2 separate regions of the Sus scrofa genome follow, and region 1 is linked to region 2. Evidence: chromatin contacts called from public Hi-C data. All regions are on one chromosome and are shown on one strand. The core of a region is the stretch at or near the end of the contact, and the rest is flanking DNA. Distances in the headings are between cores, read along the strand shown.

Region 1 (3,896 bases), core at 635-3,134, 34 kb after region 2:
ACCAAGAAATTAGAAATTTTATTTATTTATTTATTTATTTTGTCTTTTTGGCTTTTCTAGGGCCGCTCCCACGGCATATGGAGGTTCCCAGGCTAGGGGTCTCATCGGAGCTGTAGCCGCCAGCCTACACCAGAGCCACAGCAATGTGGGATTCAAGCTGCATCTGCGACCTACACCACAGCTCACGGCAATGCCGGATCCTTAACCCACTGAGCAAGGCCAGGGATCGAACCCGCAACCTCATGATTCCTAGTCAGATTCGTTAACCACTGAGCCACGACGGGAACTCCAAGAAATTAGAAATTTTAGATTCAACTGAATTCCTAAAACAAATGAACAAAAACTGTACAATTTACCAAAACTGATGCAAGAAAAAACTGAAAGTGGTTATAATCTTAAAAAATATAGAATAAACTGACTTCAAAACTAAAAACCTTCCCACAAAGGCAACTCTAGGTGGCTTTCCATGAATGATACTAAACATTTAAGGAAGAAATAGCACCTGTCTTATACAAACTCTTTTAAGAGTTCTATTCAGAAAGACCACAATCCCTCATTTTATGAGTGTAGCATGACCTTGATGGTAAAAACTGACAAGAACATTACAAAAAAAGAAAAACTGAGGCCAATCCATCTTATCAACATAGATGCCAAATTATTTTCCAGATGGCCATTTGACCTCATATGTAGATTTAGAGGTTTTTGGAGAAACTGAGTTTGGTTCAGAAGGTTTGGCCCCAGGAGACAAACTGACCTAATTTCTGGCTTATCTCTTAATAAACAGAGTTTTAACTATTTCATTAAAAAAACAAAACAAAACAAAACAAAAAAAACCTGGAGGTCTCTTTCCACCTTGTGGAAAGTAACTTCCGTTTTCAACAAGGAGGTGATAGAAGCATTTGGTTGCCAGAACTGAGCCCACAAGAAAAATCAGAGAAGGCCATTACCAAGGTTCTATCCTGTCTTCATGTTCCGCTTTGGCGCACCTATGGCAAACATCGCAAGCCATGCTCTGAGGCCTGCCAGCACGAGAATTTCCTGGAGGTGCCTGCTAAATTCAGATTCTGAGTGCAGAAAAACCTCTCAGAGGAGGCCTGGAAATGTGCATTTTTAACATGCCCCTAGGGCAATTCCCATGAAGTCAAACATGGAGAACCACTGCTGGATGGATATGCAAGGTAATCAACTAGGTGAAAGAGAGCAGTTCAAACACAGAGGGTGGCTCAGGTTTAACAGCCCTGGCCCCTCCCTGAGCACTATAACCTGTAGGAAAGACCAGGTTCTTATCTGAGCAGCTGGGAGGGAGCTCTGTAGCTGAGCCTCTCATTCTGCATCCCAGGGTGGCCTTCTAAGATCTGCATTATTTATTTTTTATTTTTACTGCCGCACCTGCGGTATGCGGAAGTTCCCAGGCTAGAGGTCGAATTGGAGCTGAAGCTGCTGGCCTTCACCACAGCTACAGCAACACCAGATCAAAGCCACATCTGCAACCTACGCCACAGCTCACGGCAATGCCAGATCCTTAACGCACTGAGCCAAGGATGGAACCTGAATCCTCATGGATACGAGTCAGGTTCTTGACCCTCTGAGCCACAACGGGAACGCCAAGATCTGCATTCTAACAGGACTCTCTGGGGAGCCACAGTCAGCCCTAAACTGCTCAAGACTGGCGTAAGGGAAAAAGAACTTCGTCTGTGATAGGTTTGGAAGGATACCCAGAGGGGTAGCCCTGCATTTTCCATAAGCGGCCAACCTCATTCTGGGTCGTTTCAGTTGGGAGCTTGTGAGAAACTGCTTTCTGGGGGAATCTCCACGATCGGCTTGGTGTAAAAGCTTGCTAACACTCATTTTGTGACCTTTGTACACGATCTGACAAGGATCTGGAATGTGGGGATGTTCCACCGTTGCCTAATAATTCTGTGACTTAAAGCGCCTCCCTGCCCCCGTGGTCCCTGTACAGAAAGGGCGAATCTCAGCACTCACACACCACGGGAGATGACGGGAGGCAGCTGGTGAAGGCTGCTAGGATTGGGAGTTCCCTCTGCACTACAGGGGGCTCGGCTGGGCAGGCTTGTGAACCCTTGTCTGAGGCGGGCCAGCTGTCATCTTGCAGCAGTAATAACTGATCATTTCTGTCATTTATCTTTGCTGCATCTGCCCCATCTGACCTGACCTTATTTCCTCTGGATTTTTTTTTTTTTTCCTTTCAAGTCATGACCAGAGTTAAGGGAAAGACATCATTTTAAGAACAAAAACCCAAACTCACACGGAAGCCACAAGGGAAGGAGAGGAGGAAAGTGGTGACTTCGGTTCCCAGAAGTACAAACAAATGACAGTGGTTCTGGAGACAGGGAGAGGCACCCCCTGGCTCCTTCCCATCTTAGAGGATGGAAAAATGAGAAGAGTATATCAGGTGAAAACATGCAAATATTTGTGCCCCCGTGGGCACAGGCTGCTCTTTCTGATAACCCACGTCTAAGGCAAGAAGAAAGAAATTTTAGATGAGAGAAAATGCATATGAGAAGAAAAGGATCCTGAATAAAACATTTTTAAAGCATCCATCTGTTTTGGTGCAGTTTCTGGAGCTGGAAGACAACTCACCTTAATATAGGAGTAACTGTAAAAAAGAAATATGACTGCCTTGCTTTTGACAAATGTCTGCTCCCCTCCAGTTTCATGGAATAAAAGAGTTATCTGCCATCTTTACTGCTCCTGAGTCAAGCTGAATTTTTCAATTAAAAATTTATAATGTAATAATCATACTGAAACTAGAATCTTCTTCCCATCAAATTACTCATATTTTATGGCCATCCTGGTCAGGTCTATGGGAATCAAAATATTTTAGAAAGTACTTAAAAATAATCCTTGCTGAATGAATTCATTTTTCCCCCCTGGTGCCTCCTGCAAGGAAGTGGGGCGGAGAGGGGTTCACCATGGGGACATGGCAGGTGGGGGCAAGGACAGGGACTGCTCTCCTGTGCTCTATGTGACCTTCGGCCACAGGCAGGTGATGAAATGGAGACAAAGTGCAGCTGGCAGCAGTAACTGAAACGACCCTGGGAGCTTTCAGAAATACCATGGTTGAGCTCCCACTGCCCAGAACAACTAAAATAGGAGCTCGCGGAGAAAGTTCCTGGCACAATTATCTCTAAAAGTCCCCCAGGTGAATCTGACCTGCAGCCTGGTTTGCACAACGTCAGTATGATGGAAAGAGCACTGAACCAGGAGTCAGGATGCAGGTCCTTTTTTTTTTGTCTTTTTAGGGCCGCACCCGAGGCATATGGAGGTTCCCAGGCTAGGGGTTGAATCGGAGCCGTTTCCGCTAACCTACGCCAGAGCCACAGCAATGCCAGTCTGTGACCTACACCATAGCTCACGGCAACGCTGGATCCTTAACCCACTAAGCAAGGCCAGGGATCGAACCCGAAACCTCATGGTTCCTAGTCAGATTCATTTCCGCTGTGCCACGTCAGGAACCCCAGGATGCAGGTCTTAATCCTGGTTTGGTTGTCAAGTGAATTTCCACAGAGTTAATCTAATTTTACCTATACATTTTCTTCCAAAACGTGGGGAAGGGATTGTATTTGCCCAGAGCAAGTGGCCCCCAGGACACTAGTTGAGTGATCTTGGAAAGGAAGAGACCCAGATGGTGGCTTCGGGCACTGTACTTACTATGTCAGCAGCCCTGTGCCCACAGGGAGTATTTCAGTCCTTTTCCAACTCCATGGTCCCCTCTCCATTATAATGGTCACCTCCCTGCTCCCAGGACCATAAGCATCCTCACCCCTGCTTAGGGATATGCAGATTCTAGTCTTACAGAAGCTGCTTGGAATAACAGAGGCACCTCTTACGCTGTAGGCTTTGGGTGCCAAGAAATTCATATTTGTAAGTCCAAA
Region 2 (4,006 bases), core at 878-3,377:
CAGTGGTTCCCAACAAGCTGAGAAAGATGGGGACAGGAGAGGGAGCCTGTGATAGGGATAGAGTAGCAGAGGTGGTTGTAGAAGCCCCAGTGGGGGATCACAGATAAGGCAGGAAACCTGGGAGAGGTTGAGGGACCACTGTAAGTTCATGAAAGCCATCAGCACAAGGCAGGCTTGCTTGATTTGTGGAGGTGTAAGAACTGCCTCAGGTCATTGGGTTGGGGGTAGGAGGAGGTCTGCATTCAGATTCAGACCCAGGGCAGGAGTTTGAGGACCACCCTTCTGCTGATTTGAATACACACCCAATGGGATACTAAGGAGGAGCTGCTACTCTAAGAAAGGAAGAGGCTGTCTTTTCCAAACCTCCATGTCCCTTGGATGATAAAACTGTAGCCCACTGGAGATCCTTTGTCAGAAGCTTCCTTGCCTGCCAGCTTGCATCTCTCTCAAGCATCCTATCTCGATAAATCTGTTTCTTGCCTATCACTTTGTCTCTGGCTGAATTCCTTCCACATAGAGGCATGAAGAACCTGAATGTCAGTGAGTCCAGACGCAGGATGAGTGATTATAATTTTTAAAACCATGGATTCAAGGCCCAATCTGGCTTTGGGTTGGGTTCTTGTCCAAGCACATGGGTTCAAGTCCCAGTCAGTGTTCTGGCTGGGTTCAGGCCATTAGTTCTGTCAGTTCCACCTGGATTTGGCCCTGTGGGAGTTATGGTGACCTTGAGGACACAATCTGAGCAGAGCCCCAAGTGGCCAGTGGAGAAGGGGTAGCATGTTCTGAGGAGTGGGGCACAGGGAGGAGCAGTAAATGACTCATTAGAGAAGCTTTGCTGAAGGAAAGCAGCCCAAGGGCAGTGGGAGGGCCAGGAAGACCCTGCCCACCCCTACAGGAGCCTAGACCTCATTTACACATCCTCTAGGGAGCAGCCAACACAGACGACAATGCAGGTGATGTGGAATGGGAGGAGGAATGCAAGGTCATTATGAAGGTGAAAGATGTGATCCTAGGCACATAAGTAGACAGACTGGCCTCCCTTGGTGCACCCCCTGCTGGGATGCAGGTCTGTCAACATCCAGGGGAGCCAGGGTGAGAATTATGTTGCCAGAGTTTCCAGTGGGAATTTTGACCTTCCATTCAGCACTTGCTCTTCCACAGCAGTCCCTGAACCATCAGCTTTGGGATCAGTTGGGGGCTTGTTAGAAATTCACAATCACAAGCCACAGCCCAGTCCTACTGAATCAGAAACTTCATTTTAGCAAGATCCCCAGGTGCTTCAAGGTACAGTCTGAGAAGCATGGACCCAGACCACGAGGACAATGATGAGGAGGAGAAAAAACTCTCTTAAGGCTTGAATCTGGCCCTCAGCTGGCCTGGCAGCACACAAGGAGGTGGTGGGAAATCCAGCAATGAATCCAAAGGCATCACCTTCAGACCAGCAGCACGAGCCCCACACCCCTCCCAAGAGCACAGGCACTGCACTGCACACATGGGGAACCACCAAGGCTCTGCCTGCAGGAGTTCTGCTGGCTTCTTTTCATCAAAACTGCCACGGCACCTGGAGTTCCATCATGCACAGTGGTTATGATCCCTGAACCATGAGGTTTGGTCTGATCCTGGCTTGTTGATTAAGATCCATCAGCAAGCCAGATACTGATGGCTCTGGCATAGGCTGGCGGCTACAGCTCTGATTGGACCCCCAAGCTTGGGAACTTCCATATGCTGTGGGAGAAGCCCTAGAAAAGGCAAAATGACAAAAAAGCAAAACAAAACAAAACAAAACAAAACATAACAAAAAAAAAAACAAAAAACTGACACAGCACCATGAAGATGGCCCTGGGGTCATCTAAGTTAGGTTAATGGTTCCAGGAAGCTGCATGGCATGTTCCAAATCCAAAACCCAAGCTATTTCCAAGGCTATGTCCAAAGCTTTCTTTTGGCTCAGGGAATATATGGCACATAACACTTTCCACTTTTATGCTCCTCTAACAACATGGAAGGCCAATGTATGTGTCCACTTAGGGAAGCAAATGATGACAAGGCTGAGGCTTTGCTTATTTCCAGGCTGGATGGAGCCTGGTGTTTACTTGCTTAGAAATGTGCTGACAGGTGAAATTTAAGATCAATATCATGCAGCAGCCCTGGGGGAGGGGTTCTGATCTGCTTCTAGCTCAGAGTCACCACCTTAGGGTGTCCCTGACCAAATAGGTGAGGCATCCAATGACTGTAAAACTTCAGTCCAAAAAAAAAAAAAAAAGGATTTCACGTAATAAATCCAAAGTGTGTCTGGTTTGGTGACATGGTGAAGCCACAGAGGAACTCACAGTTGAGGGAGCAGGTATAAAACTGATTTTCTCTGACAGCTTTTGGCAGCAAAGGCTGGCTGGTGCTGAACTCTAAAGCTGACCTGTATTTCTGGGCACTAATGAGGTGTGCTTCCTCCTTTGTAGGGACCAGAGCACCAGACCAGTCCTGCCTCACTCACCACATGGTGAAAAGAAATCACGTGACATCAGCAGCATTACCATGTTTGGAAGTCTGCGACCATCTTCCCAAACAGGATTCCTACAGTTGTGACACCTGACGGTCATTGGGCAGCTTAATTTTTTGGAAGGGAGCGAAATCAGGGGCCCAAGATTAAAGTTAACACAAATTAACACAGAAAGCACACAGGTAGGGAATTCTCATTGTGGCTCAGTGGTAATGAACCCAACTAGTATCCATGAGGACACAGTTTTGATCTCTGGCCTGGCTCAGTGGGTTAAGGATCCGGTGTTGCCTTGAGCTGTGGTGTGGGCCAGATCCCAAGTTGCTGTGGCTGTGGCATAGACTAGTATGTGCAGTTCTGATTCGACCCCTCACCAGGGAACTTCCATATGCTGTGGGTGTGGCCCTAAAAAGGAAAAAGAAAAGAGAAAAAGAAAGTTCACAGTTAAAGGAGCACTTAGGGTGAGTCTCTCCTGCCTCTTCCTGCAACCAGTGAACCTTCTCACCATTAGAGATCATGCTGAATATAAAATGTGGCCAGTGTATCCTGGCAATTTTTAAGTTCCTTCCCCACAAACTGGACCAAGGCACCATACTGATACATGAATGTGTTGATTTTCCAAACTTTCATTTTCCCTCTCATAATTTTTTTTCTTAAATTTCTCATGCCTTCTCCTTCGTATCAGCAAATCCTAGCAGATGATGGGATAAATAATTGAGCAGCAAGTTCATCAAAATGGGAAGCAATTGGTTATGCTCTGTTCCTAACTAAGTGTGACTACACACACATGTGTTGTATAAGTTACATGTATGTTTATGGTCCTATATTGCACATAGAAAATAACCAGCCAGGTTTCCTGCTCACAAAAGTGCTTCTAAGGTTTACATACATATTTCTTAGTGTTCTGCTAAAAGAGAAAATGCTAGTCTGTGAAAAGTACAATGCTTTCCTGACATCTGAATGTTTTTGAAAACTGCTGTCTCCAGTGAAAATAGGATAAAAGGGGAAAATCAGCCACCAGAAGAGAAAAGGAGAGAGTGTGAGAGTGAGAATGTGAGAAAAGGCTGGGGAGACATAACTCATCCATGGACTAAAGGAGCTTTGTATAGTACAGAGCTTACACTTCCCTGGGTTCAAATCTTGGCTCACACACTTAGGAGCCCTGTGACCTTAGGTATGTTATTTAACCTCTTTCTGAGGTAAGATTAGTTTCCATCTTCTATAAAATGGGAATGATAATACCTATACTGCAGAGCTTTTTATAACAGTTAAAAATAATAGCTGTAAGTCAGCAAGCACAGTGCCTGACACAAAAATATATGCCCAATAAATAGATAGCTACTCTTATCAGTAACTATATTATGTATAAACATAGTCGCTATATTACGAGCCAATGAAATAACATGTAAGCAGAAATGAAAATGACAACTTTTAATGAGCTCTTATGGTGAGAGCGGCAGGCACTATTCTCCTTGATCCTAACAATTTTGCACAACAGATGTTGTTATTGTCTCA

Evidence for each region. A called contact is a pair of places that touch in the nucleus more often than the background predicts.
Region 1: a contact with region 2 is called in a Hi-C map of liver, with 9 times the contacts expected there. The contact joins two enhancer-like sites. A contact is called at or near these places in 16 of 47 Hi-C or Micro-C datasets (adipocytes, adipose tissue, alveolar macrophages and 11 more).

Annotation. Positions count from the first base shown.
Region 1 is chr10:19,463,602-19,467,497 of Sscrofa11.1, forward strand. The region is part of intron 3 of SUSD4 (sushi domain-containing protein 4); the gene reads right to left. Among named protein-coding and RNA genes, the nearest start is that of TLR5, 56 kb to the left of the region's middle. Within about 2 kb of position 1,885, at least 5 of the 83 cell types and tissues checked have an H3K27ac peak or open chromatin away from gene starts, as enhancers often do. A contact at or near this core is called in liver, where this site is marked.
Region 2 is chr10:19,429,189-19,433,194 of Sscrofa11.1, forward strand. The region is part of intron 5 of SUSD4 (sushi domain-containing protein 4); the gene reads right to left. Among named protein-coding and RNA genes, the nearest start is that of TLR5, 21 kb to the left of the region's middle. Within about 2 kb of position 2,128, at least 1 of the 83 cell types and tissues checked has an H3K27ac peak or open chromatin away from gene starts, as enhancers often do. A contact at or near this core is called in liver, where this site is marked.